Linked DNA regions of Mus musculus: regions 1, 3, 4, 5, 6 and 7 are each linked to region 2. The links are chromatin contacts, called in public Hi-C, HiCAR-type and promoter capture Hi-C maps. All regions are on one chromosome and are shown on one strand. Each heading gives the region's core, a stretch centred on a gene start, on an enhancer-like site or on the middle of the called end of the contact. The rest is flanking DNA. Distances are from core to core; before and after follow the strand shown.

Region 1 (2,700 bases), core at 98-2,597, 2.6 Mb after region 2:
CATAATTTGTGGTAGTGGGGGACTGCGTTTGTGCTCTCCCCTTTAAACAAACAAACAAACAAAAAGACAGGGAGATCTGAGTTCAAGGTATGGTGGCACACACCTTTAATCTGGGCTACACCTTCTGATGGAGACCATTTAAGGACATTGAAAGAAGGGAGTCTCACTTTCTCTCCTTCGCGCCTGCTTGCCATGTGGGACTGAGCAACTGCTAGGTCCTTGGACTTCCATTCACAGCTGTTACTGACCATTGTTGGGAGTTGGACTGTAGACTGTAAGTCATCAATAAATTCCTTTACTATATAGAGACTACCCATAAGTTCTGTGACTCAAGAGAACCCTGACTAATACACCTTCCCCTTCCTTCTCTCCCTCTTCCTCTCCTTCCATCTTTCTTTCTTTCTTTCTTTCTCTCTCCCTCCCTCCCTCCCTCCCTCCCTCCCTCCCTCCCTCCCTCCTCTCTCTCTCTCTCTCTCTCTCTCTCTCTCTCTCTCTTTCTTTCTTTCTTTCTTTCTTTCTTTCTTTCTTTCTTCTTTTGCTGTTTGTTTTGTGAGCCAGTGTCTTACTTTGTAGCTCTGGCTGGCCTGGAGCTCACTGTATAGACTAACCTGGCCTTGAACTCAGGAGAAACATTGACTCCTGGGTGCTGGGATTAAAGGCATGTTGTGGCCTTGCTTTTATTTCTTATGGATGTTTCTACTGCATCTGGAGCTGTACCTTTTGTTGCTAATACATTCATAAATGACCAGCAACACAATACAAAATCTTGAATATGTATTTGAAGTGGTTCTGCAGATAGATGAACACAACAACTCACTTATTTGGTTCTATATTCATAATGAAATGATACCCTAGATCTCTTCTTATTAGAGCACTGGCACATGTATTGGCTCAATGGACTTATGTATATAGACATCCTGTTACTTTTTAGCTGGAGATCATTATAGTTTCCTTTTGGGATTTTTGTTATAAAAAGCAAGATGTATGTGTGTGGGGGCGACTGGAAAGTTGGCTCATTGGTTAAGAATGTGGCTGCTCTTTCAGAGGGCTTGATCTGTTGCCCTCTGCTGGTTTCCGGAGCATCTACACACACCTGACACACACCATAAACAAAAATTAAAAAATCTAAGGTGGGGTAGTATTCAACACCTACAGTAGAATCATGATAGTAAAAGATAGTGACTTCACATGGATAAGATCTAACACAAAGATGCTTATTTATTTTTTAAAAGTCTATTGTTGCAAACATGGCTTTTACGTTGCACCAAGCAGGGACTCCTCCACGGTTGCCACGGCTACAAGTCCCGGAACCTTGGCGTGCTGACGCTGGTTTCCGGCGGGATTTTTAGTGACGAACAGCTTTGGACCAAGCGACCATGAGAGGGCCAGAGCTCGGGCCCGAAACCAGCATGGAAGGGGACGTTCTGGACACCTTGGAGGCGCTGGGGTGAGTGTTCTCGTGGACAACTTCTCAGAGGAGAGGACGCTGGCCCTGCGCGTGGCCGCTGTGGCACGGGCGTGCGCTTCTCCCCGGAGCAGGCCTTGTGTACCGGGCGGTGCGCAGGCCTCTGCGCTCCGGGTAGCCGGGACCCTGGGAGCCGGCGGGAACGAGCGGCTGCAGCGAGAGGCCTGGCTGTGCCGGCCGTTTTCCCTCTTTCATTACATTCAGCCTGCAGCCGGCTCCTCCCGGGCCTCGGGGGGGTGGGGGGGGGAGCCCTTTGTATGGACGTAGATCCTGCTCCCGCCGCACCGCAGTTGCGTCTGGACTGTTGTGTCGCGCATGCTGCTCAAATCGGTGGCTTACTCAGGGCTGGGGGAGGACTCACTCCCGCTTCTTAGACTGAAGACTCTTAGTTAAGTGTGAACCCCTGCATTTAACCTTCTCCATTCCTTAAAGCACGTTTGTGTGGTAGGCAGGGAGAAACGACAGTTTTCAGAACGTCGTTACCACTTTAGGTGTTAAGAGGAACCCCGGGGTGGCGGTGATGAGGCGATCTGGACAAGCAGTGTTACTCCCCTCCATCCTGGTGTTCTTCCCAGCGCTTGCTCTTTTTACCTGTTTGTCACATGAACTTCACCCAGAGTTTGAGAAACTTGTCAACTTTCTTCACTGATGGACTCCTCCTGGCAACATACTAGAGTGGGGCCTGTCACAGCGATTGAAGAAAAAGTTCAGAGGAGGGTGTGTACTTGTGAGCAAAGGTCCAAACGGTTGAGGGTTAATAAACGGATCCTTTCCCCAACGTTGGCGCCATCTGCACAGACGTTTACCTCCTTAAGGTGGTTTCATTTTAGGGTAACTGCTCCTAAAGAAGTTTGAAACTATCATGCCTGGTTCCCTTATTTTCGTTCCCTCAAACTATTTTGTTCTTTTTTTTTCTAGCAAGTGTTAACTTTTGTTGCACCCTGATAATGCATACTTTGCTGCTACTCAGCATAACAGAACCTTGAATTTACTTGATCTTGAATAAAATGTTTGTTAAATAAAAAAACAGAACCAGCACGACAACATCAGGGCTATTTGTATTTCTATGAAATTTTCTTAACCCTGCAGGGGAAATATAACTAATACGAAGTTAAAATACCTTGGTGTGCGTAGGCTCCAGCTTGGATCCCAGACATTTACAATTTTTGGGATCTTGTAGCCATTTATGAAGTGCGAAGACAGTGGTTTTATTCTTCTTTGATTCCTGAAACATA
Region 2 (2,700 bases), core at 76-2,575:
ATTGTATAATTTCTCAAACAGCACCTCTAAATTCCTATCCACTGAGTGTTTTGAGGAACACACTCCACTGAGACTTTCTTCTCTCCAGTTTCACATGTTTTACTACCCTGCTGAGCTTCGGTAAACTAAGTTCCATGGCTGCCTTCCTGGCTCACATTTAATTTTTATCTCTCTTCACCAAATAATCGTGATGGTTAAAGTTTTATTCCCTTTATGTGTAAAATTTATTAAATTATGGTGGGTTTTCATTTCCTTAAAATGGCACAGAATCAACAGATCTGGCATTTTCCTGCCACTAGAGAAACTGGCTTACCTAGACTGTCACCCACTGTCAACTAGCATCAGTTACCTAGGGCATTAACAACAAATGTGTACGTGTGCTTCACTAGGCTAACAAAAAGAGACTGTAGCAATAAAGTGGAATTCACACTTTTTTGAGGTCTAAATCTCAAGAAACAATACACTTAAGGGTCTTAAACTAATATTGCTATGCCCCTTATCACTGCCAGGCACTGAAACAGATCAAGGATAGCTCTGCTTATCAGCTATAGTATCTGGGCTTTTAAGTAAGTTACTAGATTTCAAACTACTTTTGGAATATGACTTGGGTTGCCCAGGGTCAGTAAGGCAAATTTGTATCCAACGCACTCCAGAGCATCTAGAAAAACCTAGCTTATTTTCAACTCAACCAGGAGGAAATACATCTGTCAGTAGCTTGAGTTCCAACGGAGGTGTCTGACAACATAGGAGCAAAGCAATCTCAAACCATCTAGGGGATCCTACAGCTCTCCCGGCAAGCCAGAGATGTGAGAAGAGAGTGAGGTTGCAATCCTCCTTCCTGGAAAGGATCAAGACTGAGGAGAATTATAGAGGACAAAAACTGCTAACAAGTAAGTGAAGTTAACAGCGGCTCTCAAAGTTCAGAGCAAATAAAAGTCCAACAGGCGTGGTGACCATGCGCCCACGGAGGAGGAGGAGGACCCAGGAATTAGTGCTGTTTAGCTTTGCCAAGCTGCCAGAGAGGAGGCGCGTGGGGCCAGGGAGCCCGAGCAGATCGCCCCGCCTCTTCCGGTGGCCGTGGCGCCGGCCGGCCCACGCGGCGCCCCAAGAAGTGGCTCCGGATGTTTCTACAGTGGCCGCGTCAGGATATAGCCTTGCCCAAGAGTAAAGCGATGGCCCCAGTCCTCATTACCTGATCAGGGCCGCGACCCTCATTCTGGGCGCAGTGTGCGTGCGTACGTGCGTGCGTGCGGTAACCACAGACGCCAGGCCCGGGATCCCGCGGCGACTGGACCTACACGCGCGGTCCTCGACCTGGTGTCTGCTGCGCTGCCTGCCCTCGACCATGCCTACTGCCCCTTCAGCACCTTGCTGAACACCCGGGTGTAGAGGCTAGGTAGTCTCAGCATCTGTTCCCTGATACATGGATATATGGCTCAGAATTTACAAAAAGAAAAAAGTTTAGGCACAGCCTAACCACCTAAGTAAGGGCAGTGAAGCTGCCAAGGGAAGGGCATGGTCCTTGGTAAACCGCTTGAGGGTGCTGGGATTGTCTGGGTAGTAAATTCAAAGTCACAAGTTCTAAGATTTGAAACACTACCTTGGAAAGGGGATTTAGTCTCTCTCCTCTCTTCGTCAACTACAAGAAAGAAATCTTTTCGCCCTTCCTACCCCCCCTCCAAAAAAAAAAACCCACTAACCCCTGATCACTTTTAACTTCGAGGTTTGCATCTCTGCCCATTGAACCAGTGAGGCTACATGACCTCCGCCTCCTATACTGTGTTTTTGCATTTTCCCAATACAGAAACTGAAAAACTTGCACTCCAGAAAGCAAAACGAAAATCTAATTTAAAATACGTTTGCCAGTACTTAGTTATTTGAATGTACTAAGCACTCTTTGGAGCTCCTGGGATCAACTGGTGTACGATATAGACCACCATGCCTACCTACATCCATGAACAAGGAGTTTGTGTAGAGGTGTAGGAAGAAGAGAATTTAAAAAGAGAATTGTATGTTAAAGTGAAAAATACTGTACCAAAAGAGAGAGAAAGAGAGAGACAGAAAAAAAATGCAGAAATAGAGGGTACACGTGGCATTATTGGTGAGTTAAACTAACTTAAACATATACATCTTTGAATATTATTCATATGTAAAGAATGTATATATATATATATATATATATATATATATATATATTTTTTTTTTTTTTTTTTTTTGAGACAGGTTTTCTATGTGTAGCCCTGGCTGTCCTGGAACTCACTCTGTAGACCAGGCTGGCCTAGAACTCAGAAATCCACTTGCCTCTGCCTCCTGAGTGCTGGGATTAAAGGTGTGCGCCACCACTGCCTATGTATATACACATTATATACATGTAATACATATATATATATATATATATATATATATATATATGTGTGTGTGTGTGTGTGTATATGTGTGTGTGTGTGTATATATATATATATATATATATATATATGTATATATATACATATATATATCTCCAGTGAATGCCCAAACTCCCAAAATCCGTCTTCCCAATGTATCCATGTTGAATAAATCTCCCTTTCTGATTTCTACTTTCACCTGGCTTTTTTTTTTCCAGCCTGCTGGTTCTGGCCATATTTATTTCATACATGTGGGATACACTGTCACTGCCTTTAGACACAGCCTTAGACAGCATTGGATGCCCACTACAGATGG
Region 3 (2,700 bases), core at 84-2,583, 2.4 Mb after region 2:
TCCAGGTTCTGACTGACTGCTAGTTCTGGAACAGTTACTAAGGATAACTTTTAATTCTGTGCTGGTTCATCATCGAGTAAAATAATGAAAATTTTATTTTCAATTCATTTTCCCCACCTTTCATCACTTAGACAATACCAATCTTCCAACATTTTCAATTACAAAATAAAATAACACAGCCTACTAGAACCACCCTTGACTACAGTGTGATTTTTTTTTTCAGCAATGCGTGGGAGCTTTAGGGTCTTCTGCAAGCAGAGCCGCCATATTGGGGCTGTACCACAAGGGGTGGGCCACACAGATATGCCCACAGGGCTCACAGGGCTCTTTTTCAAAACTGCTTCTAAAGCCAATTTCTGATATTTCGTTTTGTTCTTTTAGCTTGCCTTTTGACGCCACTTGAGGGGAAAACTGAATTCTACGTTCTCAGAATTTGTTCCACTTCTTCATCTTGGACTTTAAAAACTATCTTTTTAATGATTCGGAACTGGTTTTAACCCTTCATATGATGTGGTTAACCCCGTTCACAGATATGTCAAGAGGTAAAGACACGCCAGTATGGTATCTATCTCCTCCTTTGGAAAAGTGCAGGGACAACCACTCATTTAAAATAAGTTCATCTGGCTCCCACTCCTATACACAGAGCGCACATCTGAGTCAACTCCTCTTCCTCAGAAGCCTTTGTTAGTTTCCATGGGAAAACTGCAAAACTGCTCAAATGTGGGCATGTTATAATTAGAACCAAACGTGGGCTTTATGGGACCTGTCAGGATGTTTCTAGGAAGCCTGCTCAGTGTCGGCTTCCTGAGACATCCTTTCCCTACAACCATGACTCATCCCTGCTTCTCCTAACTCACCCCCACTTGTTCTGGGATGGAAGGAGTCCCACACGCTCCAAATACAGATGAGAAAGCTGGTGTCCAGACCATGAATAAGAGCACCGGTCTAGGGCTTGTGGAAGTGGGGCAAAGGATTTTGCTGGGTACATCTGAGGCCAGCAATATGGCGGGTGCATATTTATCACACATGGAGAGACTCATTTCTTTGGCAACCTAGCCCACTCGCTAATCCTCCCAAGCCCTTCCATTCCAACTCCTTTCTTCCTTTCATGAAAACACAGTACAAATTCTCTGCAAAACAATGAATCTGCTCCTCAGGGGAATGTACAAGTCAGAAAAGCTTTTAAGAAGAAAAGAGGAGCCAAGGCCTTTGCATAAGCAGGCCAGCTGCAGAGCCTCCAGAGAGGAGGGTGAGGAGACCGCTCCCGCTCCCTGCAGCCCTGGCCCCAAACCTCCTAGCTACCGCCTGTCTCCGCTGGCTTCCCACAACTCTAAACAGGCCAGCCCACACCTCCGGGACTGCACCCCTGTCATTTTCAGGAAACGAGATGTTCAGAGTCCATCCTGGCATTTCTGTGAACTCACAGAAATAATTCATTGACTCACAGAACCGAAAGAGATGATCTAGTCACTTTTATTTTTAAAATGAGAAAAATGCAGCCAGAACAGTTCCTCTGACCTACCCAGGCGCGCTCAGCTGGGAGGGCCGACCAGAATTCCTATCTCCTTTCCCTCTCTTCCAGTGTGGTTTGCACCTGAGCTGGTCAAAGCAAATCCGAGGTAGATTTGCTGTTTTCTGCTCAGCCTTCTTCCTATTGTTCTGGAAAACACCCTTCCAGTTTGTGTGATGGATCAGCTGAGCCAAAACTGATTCTAAAGAAGCATGCCTAGTACTTGTTAAAACTAGAGCACTCTAGGCCTTTCCTTGGAAGGTCTTGGATGGAGACTTAAAAAAAAAAATCAGTTTCCCAAGTGAGTCTTCTGGTGAGGCCAGTTCGGGGATTAACATCATAAAGCAACCCTGGGGGACAAAAGGGATCTTTGATGGCTGGGTACCCCAACAAGAATAGAAGAGCCATGCTGGGGACCAAGAATTTTGCCTTTTAGCTGCTTTTTTTAGTGGGTTAACCACTAGACCACACTTCCTCTCTTGAAGAAGCAAGGAATTAAAATCAAAGGTTTACTACTGATTCATGCTGCCTGCTAACACGGCTTATTGCGACATGCTGTGACCCTATGCTCCAAGGCTTGGAAACAGATGTGGGGAGGGAGCGGCCTGAAGGTCTGCTGGGTGGGGGAGGCAAGACGGCAGCTGGCCAAGGGAAGAACTTCCTCTGCAGCTCAGCTTTTAGCAGGAGTGGAAGTTAGTCTAAATTGTTACCATGCAGATCTGGAATCTTTTTTTTTTTTTCAATTGCCTGGCTCCGATTCCAGGTTTGCTCCATTCTGTATAAAACAAAAACCAAAAAACTGAGAATTTGGTAATGAATTCTCCTGCCCTGACTTTTGCCTCTGCCCTCCTCAAAATGTATGTTATGAAGCTACAGGTTTAGCCCCCTCCCCCTGGACCCTCACTCATGCCCATGTTAAAGGAAGTACAGAAAAGTTAAGCAACCTGCCCAAGGTTACAGTAATTCCAGTACTGCAGTTGCTTGATTAAGAGTGTAACTAGGCCATTCTCAGCTGCACTCTCCAGGCCTCCTTTAATATATGCTCATCATTAGGCAGCTGAAAAAAATGTTTGGGGTTACTTCACCCTCCCCTCCCCAGACCCCTCCACCTCCCACCCTCCCCCAATGGCAAAATGCAAACCCTTAAGTACTTCTGCAAACATATGCAACAATCTCTACAGCTGTCCGGT
Region 4 (2,700 bases), core at 118-2,617, 2.2 Mb after region 2:
GCAATCTGCTGTCTTCATCCCTGCAGGGCCCCAAGCTGGAGGCTCTGCCACTCACCCAGCTTGCTTCAGTAGCCCCTCAAGGAGAAAGGCTCCCCTGGAAGGAGACTCGGCTTTATTTTAATCCCAGTTAAAGTCCCTATCCAATCCATTAAGGGCTGCAATAACCTTGGTCCAGGGCATTTCCTGGCGAAGCTATAACCAGCTGGGGTTAATGAACTCTCCCTACCATCAATTCCTGGGAGAAGCCATTGGCCTGAATTGTTAATTACTCTTCTGTGTACAGCTTCATAAAGCAATGAAATGCCTTCTTTCAGGAGATGGTAATGGGGGTCATCAGAGGCGGTTAATTTTACGAATAGTTTGCTAGAAACTTCAGTATGTTAAGAAGTCGGTCTGGCTCACAAATCACCTCTCTGTGGTCCTGAGTAGAGGCCCGAAAGTTGACAGGTTTCTGTGACTCACATACAGAAGTTAGCAGCTGTGGAGAATTCACTGACATATACGTGTGCTCAGGTGTAAAAAAATGTATATTATTTGTTTTATGTGAATGACTTTCCATTAAAGGAGACATAATGGAGCTAATTCGAGATAATCACAGGAATTACTGTCAATATCAAAAATCTCTAGTAATTTCTTAGTCTTTGGTGGGTGATTCTTAGTCTCTGAAACTCAGACCATAGCAAGGATGTGCCCATAAGCCTCTGCAGGCAAAACTGGATCTTCATGGTATTACTCTACCTGCTGGTCTCTGCATTTATCCAGCACAGGTTCTCATGTCCATGAATGAAGCTGCTTCACAGATTGGCACGCTACTTTCGAACACGAGGAAACTCCGTGGCTCTATCTGCACCATCCGATTTAAAACTGCAAAGTCCTTCCTTGCTCCTATGTTCGCATTCTTTCTTTGGATGAAATAAAATCAACCTACACACACACACCTCACAAAGATAAGTGTTTTGGGTTGCCCTGCTCCCTCTTGAAGACACTGGTAACTTTTACTTCCCAATTCCCATGGGATGAATGGGTTGTTAGTTGGGCACATGGTGGCATCACTGTGGCCACAAGACCAAATTCCCCATCTTCATCCCACTTGGGCAAAGGAAGTGCTGTTTGCCACAGGCATAATAAGGAATACTGTTGCTTTATACTGCCTAGAAACCAGACTCCCTGAAGTATGTCCATGCTTAGGGCAGACTTAACCATAAAGTCCACACACCCACAGAAGTTCTAACACTGGAAAGATAACAGGAACCAGTTGCCAATGGCACCACGGTGACATGCTGCTTGCCCGTCCTGTGGCAGTTGTGGAGTCATAACCCTATGGAAGGTTGTGAGATTCTATTGGATGGTTCCAGTGGGAAGAGATGAGAGTCTTAAGAAGAAGCTCCTGATTAGGGCAGGATCAGAAAGCCAAAGCACATCGGTAGAAGGGAGGTAGAGTTTGTAGAGGAGGTTATAGGGCAGAGAGGGCCACAGAGTCTTTTTCTACTTGGTTTTCTGATCCCTGATTAATACTAACTTCCCACCAAGCTGGCAGTGGTTGGGGACTGGGGAACATCCAGGCTTTCCAGGGCAATGACACGCCGATATCTGTGCCCTGAGACCTTTAAGAAAGCAGCGGTCATGAAGAAAGGAGACTTAAAAAAAAACTGATCACCTCTGTCTCTTTCTAGTGTTTTGTTCAGATTTCCAAATTGCGTTAGTATGGCAAACAGCCTCTAGGTGCATTTGCTTGCAAGACAACTGCTGGACTTCTTTCCAGCAGATCTCTGCACCCTCCCTTCCTGATGCAGAGTCAGACGAACAGAAAGAGCTGGAGTGTCTGTCATGACCATCCCGGGGCTATGAAGGGAGAAAACAAGTTCATTTACTTTCTATTTGGGAGATTAATGGATCCATTGCCCCTGTTCATAACCACATCTCTGCTGACATTTCAGGGGCCTCCGATGGAAGAACAGAAGGAAAATCAGCTGGACTATGAGTAAGTAGCGGCGACTATGAAAGGCTGCAGTCTAGGTACCAAGAGGGAAGCAGGCCTGATGCTCAGACCTTCCCTCGTCTTCCGGTCACTTCTTCCTCCTTCCTTCCATTTCCAAAGCACTCCACTTCTACAGGAAGTGGTAACTACTGTAAATTCTCCCAGACAAGCTAGCTCTGCCAAGACAGGACTTTGATGCTGCCCGAAACACAATCCCTGGGTCATGCTACCCTATTCCCAGTTAACTCCAAAGACAATGAATTCTTTTACATGTTAGAAAAAGTTTAGTGCGAGCCTCCCTTGACTTAGGTGCTCCTCCTAAAGTTATCATCTCGTTCACAATTTTTTTTTCCAAAACTGATGTTTGTACTCTTGAATGATGTTCCTGAAATATAAGATGTACTCACTGAAATGGCCCTCCTATGAGAATCTCAACCATCATAATCAGAAAGTCAAAGAGAAGTGGAAGAGGGAAAGATTGAAGCCCTATTATGGGAGTAGAAGCTTCTGTCTCTGAATAAAGTCAGACTAACTCAGAAGTGATGGAGCAGGTGCCTAGATAAAAATAGTCAATAAAAGTGTATTGCATAAGCATGTTTTGAGAACAATTTAGGGAAAGGTTGCCATGGGAAACAGCTCTCTCCAGTACACGGCTATTTAAGGAAGTAAAGATTCTCTTGAAATCAGACTGTAGAGGCATCGTTATCTAGAGATGTCCCTTG
Region 5 (2,700 bases), core at 151-2,650, 2.2 Mb before region 2:
TAGACCAGGCTGGCCTCGAACTCAGAAATCTACCTGCCTCTGCCCTGCCAAGTGCTGGGATTAAAGGCGTGGGCCACCACTGCCCAGCTGGGATAACCATTTTAAAAGACATTTTATCTTAAGCTGACAAACCTCCAGGGGTTCTCTCATCACATAGGTTCCCCCACTCCCTGCCACCTGTTAGCTGGGTCAACTCCAGTTCAGTCATCAGGCTGTACCTTGGGGGTTTACTTAAGAAAAGCCAACTTCCAGCTTTGATCTTGAGTTGCTCACAGCATTCAGCTCACTGGAGCAGAATCATTTGTTTATATAATTATCTTCCACGTGAATTGAGGACTTTAGGGTGGGGCCAATCTGTCTTTTCAATTCGGAACATAGTGCTACTGGTATATAATTCTGTACACAATTAGAAGTGATATATGGCTATAAGGAAGGGGCCTAAGACGCGATGAAAGTGACATTTCTTTTGGTAGGCTGATTCCATCCCTTTGCTTTTATTATTATTAATTAATTACTTTTACTTTTACTTTATTTTTATTTTTTTGAGACAGGGTCACTGTGTAGCCCTTGCAGTCCTGTAACTCTGACCTGCACTCTGTAAAGCAGACTGGCTGTGAACTCTGAGATGGGCCTACCCCTGGCTCTCCAGTGCTGGGATTAAAAGGCCTGCACCACCATGGCTGGGCTTGCTTTCATTGTTTTCAGGTAGCTTCCTTAAGACAAAATTAACCTCGGCTTCTGTTAACCTCGGCTTCTGTTGTTTCTTTCTCTCTCTCTCTCTCTCTCTCTCTCTCTCTCTCTCTCTCTCTCTCTCTTTCTTTCTTTCTTTCTCACGCCAAAGACGATTTTAGCATTCTCCAACTGAGCTACGTTCCCAGCTCTCTCTTGTCTTTCTATAACTAACTTTCCCGCTACCCTTGTCTTTGGACCCTGTCTAACCAAGTCCTGCTAGGGGAGTTAAGCTCTCTAGGACTGTTGCCTCATTGCAAAATAAGGGCAAGTACCTATGAGAATCAAGCGCTCAATGTGAGTTACAGCAACGACGTTTACAAGTTCTCTTCAAGATTTTCAAGCATCTTTCCCCTTCCCTACCGGACCCTCCACCCACTTGAGCCGCTGTCCAGACCTGTGACTTGGGACTCACCCTCAACCCTTCCTAAATCCTGACTTTAAAATGACTTATCTTCTTTAAATCAGGTTAACTAAAAAACTCATCGGACACCTTAGGTTTTGTGTCATGCAAACACTCATATGAATTAAGAACTATCACACAAAGTGACTTTATGGCGTCCTTTTATTACAGATCACTTCGTGGTCCCCGCCCCGGCCGGGCCCCGCGCCCCGATCACCACGGCCGGCGCTCGGCTGCTTCCGGTGGGGCCTGCGCTCTCCGCGGCGGCTCGCGCGTTCTGCTCGCCGGCGGCCTCATGCAGGCTGAGCGCGGGGCTAGGGGCGGCCGCGGGCGGCGGGGAGGCCGGGAGCGGCCCGGAGGGGACCGAGAGCCGGTCGGGGCAGCGACGGCGCTGGCGAGAGGAGGCTGCGGGGACGGAGGCGGCCGGCGGGGCCGAGGCCGGGGCTTCCGCCGAGGCCGAGGAGGTGGCGGCCTGCGAGGCGGCCGCTGGGAGCCTGGAGGCCGGGGCGGCGGAGCCAGCACTCGGGTAAGGAGCGCGGGTTGCTGCGGCCGCTAGCCGGCGTGTGGGGAGCGCGAGGCACAGCGCCTGCGCGGGATGGAGCCGGGAGGGCGCGCGGGGGGGGGGGGGAGGGAGAGGGGACATGCACGTGTACCGTGCACGCTCAGCCCCTGGCTGCTTGTGGCCGAAGGACTAAGCGACCGGCCTCCGCGTTTTGCTGGTGCCAGAGTCCCATGGTCTGATGGAGACTAACGGCGGCGCCTGGTGTCCGGGCTACAGCCTGGCGTGCTATCCCAGAAGTGACTTCCTGCGGAGCGAAGTCTACCAGAATACAGATTTACACAGAAGTGTTTACTCTGCCCTCCGTTTCCTTTATCCCATCCCACATTGCCTAGGTAACAGTGTCTGTGGTCACCCATACCTGGATGGAAGGACATGGGGGGAAGATTATGTCTTCATTTTGGTTTGGATTGGTGACCTCTAAGATCTTTCCCACTCTTCAGATTCGTATTTAGTCTCGCCGAGACTATTCTGGGTACCTAAAGATTAAATGAGGAGAAACTGACCGACCTTCCCAAGGCCTTTCTGTACTCATATCTTATATGTTGGGCACATTGGTGCTCTAAATCAGGATTAGTGCAGTGCTCTGAAAGCAGTCAACAGCGTTCCAGCTGTGTAGGGACCACTGTCCAGCTGCAGGATTCCACACAGTCTACGTCCTTTGCTTTCCCTCTGGATGATTAGACTGCAAATGGAAACAACTTCTAGATATGTACTCCTCCAAAGTAACTTACTTGGGAACTAAGAAGCCCTGAAACCATTCCTTCTAAAGATGTGTGGTATGAACCATGAGCTTACTGAGTGTGATAAGCAAATTATCAGGACAGTCACCTTTACTGCAGTGTGTTATTATCCTTAATGCAATTGTTAATTTCGCAAAATACAAGAATTTGTTTATATCTATTTTTTGTTTTTGTTAAAGAAGTATATTAGTTTTTCTGCGCCCGTGGACCCGTCTCTCTCTCCTCTTCCTCTCTTCCTCTCTTTCTCTCTCTCTCTCTCTCTCTCT
Region 6 (2,700 bases), core at 172-2,671, 2.5 Mb after region 2:
CTGAAGAGTGACGGTTTCCTTAGGAGGCCCGCTGGACTTCTTCCCTTGGAATTGTTCTATCTCTCAAGGTGGCTGGAACAGGAAGCTTCCTTCCCCGGGGGTTAAGTAAACTTGAGAACAAAGTGAAAAGCCTATCGCAAAACCGCCTAGGGAGACGCCACAGGAACTTAGGAGCGCTAGGGAGTCAGTCCCCCAGGCCATCTTGTGTATAAGCTGACTTCTTAGAGACAAGATAATAGAATTTATAGAGCTAGGAGTTCCTAGCCCTCCGGTCACAAAGATCCCAGGCTCCAGCCCTCAACCTTAGAAGGTTCTTGTGCAAAAAAGATCTTTTGGGATGATTGCATACATTGTCCTCTGACAATGCAAACGTGACAGCTGCCTATCCAACAACCGTTCCGCCTCTGTTCGCCAAAGTTCGTGCCACACAGGCTTCTCCTGCGCTATAGTTATGCAACCTCGCTCGCAGCGGGAGTTATTTCCTGTGCTGCTGGATGCGCCAGATTCATGTAACCCGCCTACCCCGGGCTTCAATGGAAGCCGTTCTCCATTAACAAGCACTCGTGCTTCCAGAGATGAATGCCCAGCATTGCATGCTGTTTGCGCAGTGAGGATCGCGCTGCGAGGTATTGAAACCAACTCTTTCTACACACACACACACACACACACACACACACACACACACACACACACACACACACACACATCACACGCACACAACTACCCTTGTGCAAGAAGCAAGGGAACTGCAGCAATGCAACTAGAGGGACAGCAGGAGGAGCTCGCTTTGCAGTCCTGGCCTGTAACCCCCACTAAGAGATGAACTCATGCCAGTTCCATTCTTTGCAAGAAAAACACAACACACGCGCGCGCGTGCACGCGCACTGAGCAGTACGGAGTGGCCTCCCGATTTCTTCCCCGAGCACACGGTGTGCTGCCCGCTTGTCCCGGCAACCCGGATATCCCAGGCCGAGTAACGGGGACTTGAGCGTCGCAACAATGCCAGTCCCGGAGCAGCTCGGCTCACAGCTCCCACCCCCGCCCCCTTTCCTCGGCGTGCCAAGAGTTTGGAGCGCGCGCACGCACACGCGCGCGATGCAGTGCAGCGACATATCCCTCCGCCACCCTCCTCGCCCCGCTCCCGCTGCCCGACGATTTGGGAAGCGAGGGGAGGAGGGAACTACTTTCCTGAAACTTGTTATGCTGCCCACGATCCAGAGCTGCAGTGATTCGACTGCGGGCCGCGGCTTTTAGGTTTCCCCCCGACCCCTCAGAGGCCCCGCGCCTCCGGCTTGCAGCCGCGCCCCACGTCCGCCCAGCCGCACCCGCGCGAGCCCCGGCGGCCCAGAAGTCGCGAGGGACTACTTCGCCTGCCTCTCCCGCGGGCGCCCCCGGTTCGAGCGGCGGAAGGAGCGGGCGGCGTGAGCGCTTCCGCCGCCCCCCTCGCGGCTCCCCTCTCGCGGGCGTGAGGAGCGGGCCGCCGAGCAGCGCTGATCTCGGCCCTCGTCGCCGCCGCTCGGCACTGTGCCCTCGGGCTCCGACGCTCGCCTCGCGCCCTGCCTGCGGCCCCTCAGCTGGAGCGCGTCCGAGGCAGCCCCTGAGGGCCGACCAGGCGCGCCGCGCGGGCAGCCGGCGGCCAGGCGGGAGATGGTGCGCGGCACCTCGGCGGGACCGCGCCGCCTCCCGCAGCCAGCGCTCGGCTGCCCCCCGCCGGCTCCCGCCGCCCGCCCGTCGCCGCGCCCCTGAGAGCAGCACCGCCTCAGCCACCGGCCGCGTCCCCCTCAGCGCCCGCAGTCGCCCGCGCCGTCTCGGCTTCGCACTCGACCTCGGCGCGGCAAACCGCTGGGGTCGCCACGGCCGCGCTTGCTGCCGCCGCCCCCCTGCGGGGGTGGCCGGGCTGCCCGGCTCGCGGGGCACCGCTCCGAGTGAGGCATCCACCATGGTGAGGCCCCCGAGCCGCTGCCCGCGCGCCCCGCCGGCCGTCGTCGCCCGCCGCCCCTCGGTGCCGCCGCTGCCGCTGCTTCCCTGCCTGCTGTTGCTCCTCCATCTCCTGATCGGATCACGGTGAGGGAAAGATGAGCGAGGAGACGGCGACTTCTGACAACGAGTAAGCGAGCCCTGGCCTGGTTGAGCCCGGGGGGCAGCCCCCTCCCCCCAGCCCGTCCCGCCCGGGAGGTGATAGATGCCCGATGTGTCGGGCCATTTTCTTTAATGGCAGCACCCCTTTTCATTCGTGCATTTTCGCCTCTCTGCTTGGGGAAGGGTATCGAGTGCAGTGCAGAGGCGGCGTAGCAGTCGGACGTCTCCGAGACAGAGTAATAATGTGGGTAGCTCAAAGTGGAGTAGAAACTACCCTTTGCCTGCCCTTCACTCCGGCGTCAAACCCGCCCCCCCTCCCCAAACACCTTGAACATCCAGCCACCCTGCCTCTACAGCTATTTCGCTCGGAAACTAATGTGTGGGAGCACCTCCAGCCGCAAACTGCTCTTGAATCCTAATTCGATGACTCAGTGACTCCTAAATACCGATTAAGCCTTCGCCCCCCGCCCCACTTTTTAAACTTATGACCTATACTATTCTAGTAAAAAGATAGGGTTAGGGAAACATTTTAAGAATTAAATAGGATTAAGGACACCTGGAGTGTGGGCGATGTTGAGCTATTGTGTTTTTTTATTATTATTTTTTTAACCTTCGAGAGTA
Region 7 (2,700 bases), core at 95-2,594, 2.3 Mb before region 2:
TTTTTTTTTTTTTTTTTTTGATTAAAGCTAGGGCCCTGTTGTTGCAGAGGACAAATATATGACATTATACTTAACTAATGGCCTCTTAGCTCTGAATATCCACATCGTTTAGAATATAGCTTTCATGACCTCACTCAGTGTGGTGTATTGCAAATACCACTCTTTCTGACTTTCCAAGCCACCTCCTGTTGTCTATAACACCTGGAGACAAGTCTGCTAGGTGCATAGGAAATCCTTAAACATGTTGATGAACTTAACTTAAGCAGCCATTTCCTTAAGACCTAAGAGTTCTTTCAGGAGCATATAAAAAAGTGAGCCACGGGATGTATGAGGAAGACTTGCATCAAATGCCCTACTTGCTTGGCTGCTGTACTGGGGACAACAACCACAGAAGACAAACTTAGTCTTATCTTTGCTACCCTTGACCAGTGGCTTAACCTGAGCAGGCTCTGGTCAAGGGAATTGCCCTCAGTAACTAAAAATATGTCAGGGGCAGAACCAATTCTAATCTTTTGTTGTTGTTTGTTTGTTTGTTTTTCGAGACTAGTTTTCTCTGTGTAGCCCTGGCTGTCCTGGAACTCACTCTGTAGACCAGGCTGGCCTCGAACTCAGAAATCCGCCTGCCTCTGCCTCCCAAGTGCTGGGATTAAAGTCGTGCACCACCCTGCCCGGCCCAATCCTAATCTTATAGTCTTGTTCCCAACCGAAGAAGACTGAGCTTGCTTTCTGAGGAGAGGACCTATATTATACACATTTGTCTGAAGACTGTTGCAGCAGTCTGTGAGTTTTTGGGTAGGGAGGGTGCTGGGAGTTGCAAATTTTTCGGTTTTTTTTTTTTTTTTAAATAATAAAGTTGATAAAAATTGTTAAAAGAGATTCTGGAAGTGTGACACGTAACAGAAAACAAGACAGTCAGAAATTATGTAGTGTTTACCAGGAGCCACATACTCTCCAAATTACTTTGTATGTATTAACCCATTTGCTATCCCCAGCAATACTGAGGCAGATGCATTTTCCTCATTTCCATTTTACAGATGAGGAATTCAAAAGCACACCGTTTTGTGACTCGTCCAAAGTGGCACAGTTCCAGAGTCCACGCTTTTAACCACTATACCCTGGTGGTTTAAATGAAAATGAATATTCATCTTCTCCTGAACGATTTTAACAGCAGATTGCCCCACGTGTAGATTGTCCCTTACCCGCAGGTCCACTGTTCTTGTGGCAAAGCGTCGGACGCACCTGTGGACACGAGGGGGCGCCGCCGCCCCGCACCCTGGTCCCCCTCCGGCAGGCATCCGAGGGGGCGGAGTCTGAGCTGGGTGGGGCCCGGCTGGCCGCCCACGGGGTAGCTATCCCGGCGGGCCGCGCGCGGCGGTGTTTGAATGGCTGTGAGTGGGGCCCGGCTGGGGATCCGAGGGACGCTCCGAGCTGCCGGGAGCGGTTCATCAGCACAGTGGCTGAGCTTGGGCGCTGCGGTACCATGAGGCGCCGGTAAGTGACGGCCGGACCCGGTTGGGGCCTTCGCTGCTGCTCGCGCGGCGGGCTTCTTGAGCAGCTGGCCGGGCCCACCTGCAGGCCCCGCGGCAGCGGCCTTTCCGGGGCTGGGCGGCGGGGTCGGGGCGGGACGCAGGCGGGTGGGGCCCCCGGTCTCCCGCGGAGCCCCCGGGCGAGCGGTTGTCTGGAGGTTGGAGCTGCAGGCCTCGGGGGTCCTGGCAGGAGAGGCATGGATCAAACCTACTGTCATTTATTTATCTTCGGGTGGAGTCGACATCTGCACCCTACGGGGAAAGACGGGGCGCGTGAGAAGATTGCTCTGCGAGGACAGGTTTTCCCCAGAGCAGCCTAGGCCCGGCTGAGGCATTTCCTTATTTTTCTGAGGAATTTTTGAGTCCCAGACAGATCGGCTTTTGTTTCTAAGGACAGAAACTTGACATAGCCGCATAAGAATCATTGACTGCAACTTTTAAAACCTCGTTGTGCTTTCTGAAAAGTTATTCCGTAATTGTACCTAGGTGCTTAACTGAGCTTAGGCATGGAGATAACAAAGAGTTGATTTGTTTTGTACTGGCTTCTAAAGTCCCTTGAAAACAGCTATATCAATTTCTTGGCAGATCTGGAGAAAAAAGTAACTGGAAGAGATAATTCTATAATTATTGCCGATTTCGTACTTAACGAGCTCGCTGAGACACCAGTCCACCTAATATCTGAAACTTTATACAAAATCATTCAGGATTTTTCCTCTCTCATATATTTTTGGTTGTGAGCCTAGCCTTTAACGGCTGAGCCATCTCTCCAGCCCTCTTCTCTCTTTCAAATCAGCTTCTTCAAGTCAGAAGTTTATGCATGGAGGCTTTTTGCTTGGATAGTAGCTGGACTTGTAATAAGCCATAACGAGTAATAACTTACTTATTTTGTTTTCTGTGTGCTAAGAGTTGTTTTAAGAGTGCTGCTTTGGAATAGGTAGTATTATCATCATTTTGACACGGGAAAAAGGCACGGGGAAGTCATCTTAGGTAGGGTTACATAGTTATTTGCTCCACAAAGCCACAGGGCCGCCTCCTCTGCCTTGATCTTACTAATGTCCAAAGTGTTGTTTCATTTGCTTGAGCTTCGGAGATATTTATGTGCGTACGCCTCTGTGTACACTACACATGAATGAATCCACACACCAACCACATTCCCTGCTCGTATTGACCACGA

Evidence for each region. Promoter capture Hi-C pulls out the DNA fragments that hold promoters and counts their contacts. Hi-C and Micro-C count contacts between places; a contact is called where the count stands out from the background. HiCAR-type assays count read pairs that join an accessible place to other places. Capture Hi-C pulls out chosen DNA fragments and counts their contacts.
Region 1: a promoter capture Hi-C map of hippocampal neurons shows a contact between it and region 2, with 4 times the contacts expected there. The contact joins the promoter of Fam98b here to the promoter of Dph6 in region 2. A contact is called at or near these places in 2 of 39 promoter capture datasets (hippocampal neurons and liver) and 1 of 484 Hi-C or Micro-C datasets (Sertoli cells).
Region 3: a contact with region 2 is called in a promoter capture Hi-C map of hippocampal neurons, with 5 times the contacts expected there. The contact joins the enhancer-like site here to the promoter of Dph6 in region 2. A contact is called at or near these places in 5 of 39 promoter capture datasets (the 3T3-L1 cell line, hippocampal neurons, liver and 2 more).
Region 4: a contact with region 2 is called in a promoter capture Hi-C map of hippocampal neurons, with 7 times the contacts expected there. The contact joins the promoter of Tmco5 here to the promoter of Dph6 in region 2. A contact is called at or near these places in 4 of 39 promoter capture datasets (the 3T3-L1 cell line, frontonasal cranial neural crest, hippocampal neurons and 1 more) and 2 of 115 datasets of contacts at active chromatin or transcription factors (embryonic limb bud and large pre-B cells).
Region 5: a promoter capture Hi-C map of liver shows a contact between it and region 2, with 3 times the contacts expected there. The contact joins the promoter of Aven here to the promoter of Dph6 in region 2. A contact is called at or near these places in 1 of 39 promoter capture datasets (liver) and 1 of 9 other capture datasets (liver).
Region 6: a HiCAR-type map of astrocytes shows a contact between it and region 2, with 7 times the contacts expected there. The contact joins the promoter of Spred1 here to the promoter of Dph6 in region 2. A contact is called at or near these places in 5 of 39 promoter capture datasets (the HPC-7 cell line, frontonasal cranial neural crest, hippocampal neurons and 2 more), 1 of 484 Hi-C or Micro-C datasets (B cells) and 2 of 115 datasets of contacts at active chromatin or transcription factors (astrocytes and large pre-B cells).
Region 7: a contact with region 2 is called in a Hi-C map of CD8 T cells, with 4 times the contacts expected there. The contact joins the promoter of Katnbl1 here to the promoter of Dph6 in region 2. A contact is called at or near these places in 2 of 484 Hi-C or Micro-C datasets (CD4 T cells and CD8 T cells).

What each region holds. Positions count from the first base shown.
Region 1 is chr2:117,248,392-117,251,091 of GRCm38.p6, forward strand. Fam98b (family with sequence similarity 98, member B) reads left to right here and starts at 1,348. Exons shown (of 8, transcript NM_026620.3): 1 at 1,348-1,447. The coding sequence starts at 1,377. Gm25189 (a small nuclear RNA gene) reads left to right here; the gene lies at 1-43.
Region 2 is chr2:114,653,639-114,656,338 of GRCm38.p6, forward strand. It overlaps Dph6 (diphthamine biosynthesis 6), which reads right to left and starts at 1,326. Exons shown (of 9, transcript NM_025675.5): 1 at 1,193-1,326. The coding sequence starts at 1,215.
Region 3 is chr2:117,017,233-117,019,932 of GRCm38.p6, forward strand. No RefSeq gene overlaps it. Among named protein-coding and RNA genes, the nearest start is that of Gm39912, 43 kb to the right of the region's middle. Within about 2 kb of position 1,334, at least 166 of the 459 cell types and tissues checked have an H3K27ac peak or open chromatin away from gene starts, as enhancers often do. A contact at or near this core is called in hippocampal neurons, liver and second pharyngeal arch cranial neural crest, where this site is marked.
Region 4 is chr2:116,877,338-116,880,037 of GRCm38.p6, forward strand. Tmco5 (transmembrane and coiled-coil domains 5) reads left to right here and starts at 1,368. Exons shown (of 12, transcript NM_026104.5): 1 at 1,368-1,430; 2 at 1,938-1,981. The coding sequence starts at 1,947. Gm13990 (a long non-coding RNA gene) reads right to left here and starts at 1,310. Exons shown (of 4, transcript XR_374895.4): 1 at 739-1,310.
Region 5 is chr2:112,491,564-112,494,263 of GRCm38.p6, forward strand. It overlaps Aven (apoptosis, caspase activation inhibitor), which reads left to right and starts at 1,401. Exons shown (of 6, transcript NM_028844.3): 1 at 1,401-1,658. The coding sequence starts at 1,428. It also overlaps a transcript of Chrm5 not described here.
Region 6 is chr2:117,119,650-117,122,349 of GRCm38.p6, forward strand. It overlaps Spred1 (sprouty protein with EVH-1 domain 1, related sequence), which reads left to right and starts at 1,422. Exons shown (of 7, transcript NM_033524.3): 1 at 1,422-2,107. The coding sequence starts at 2,076.
Region 7 is chr2:112,377,867-112,380,566 of GRCm38.p6, forward strand. It overlaps Katnbl1 (katanin p80 subunit B like 1), which reads left to right and starts at 1,345. Exons shown (of 10, transcript NM_024254.3): 1 at 1,345-1,491. It also overlaps a transcript of Emc4 not described here.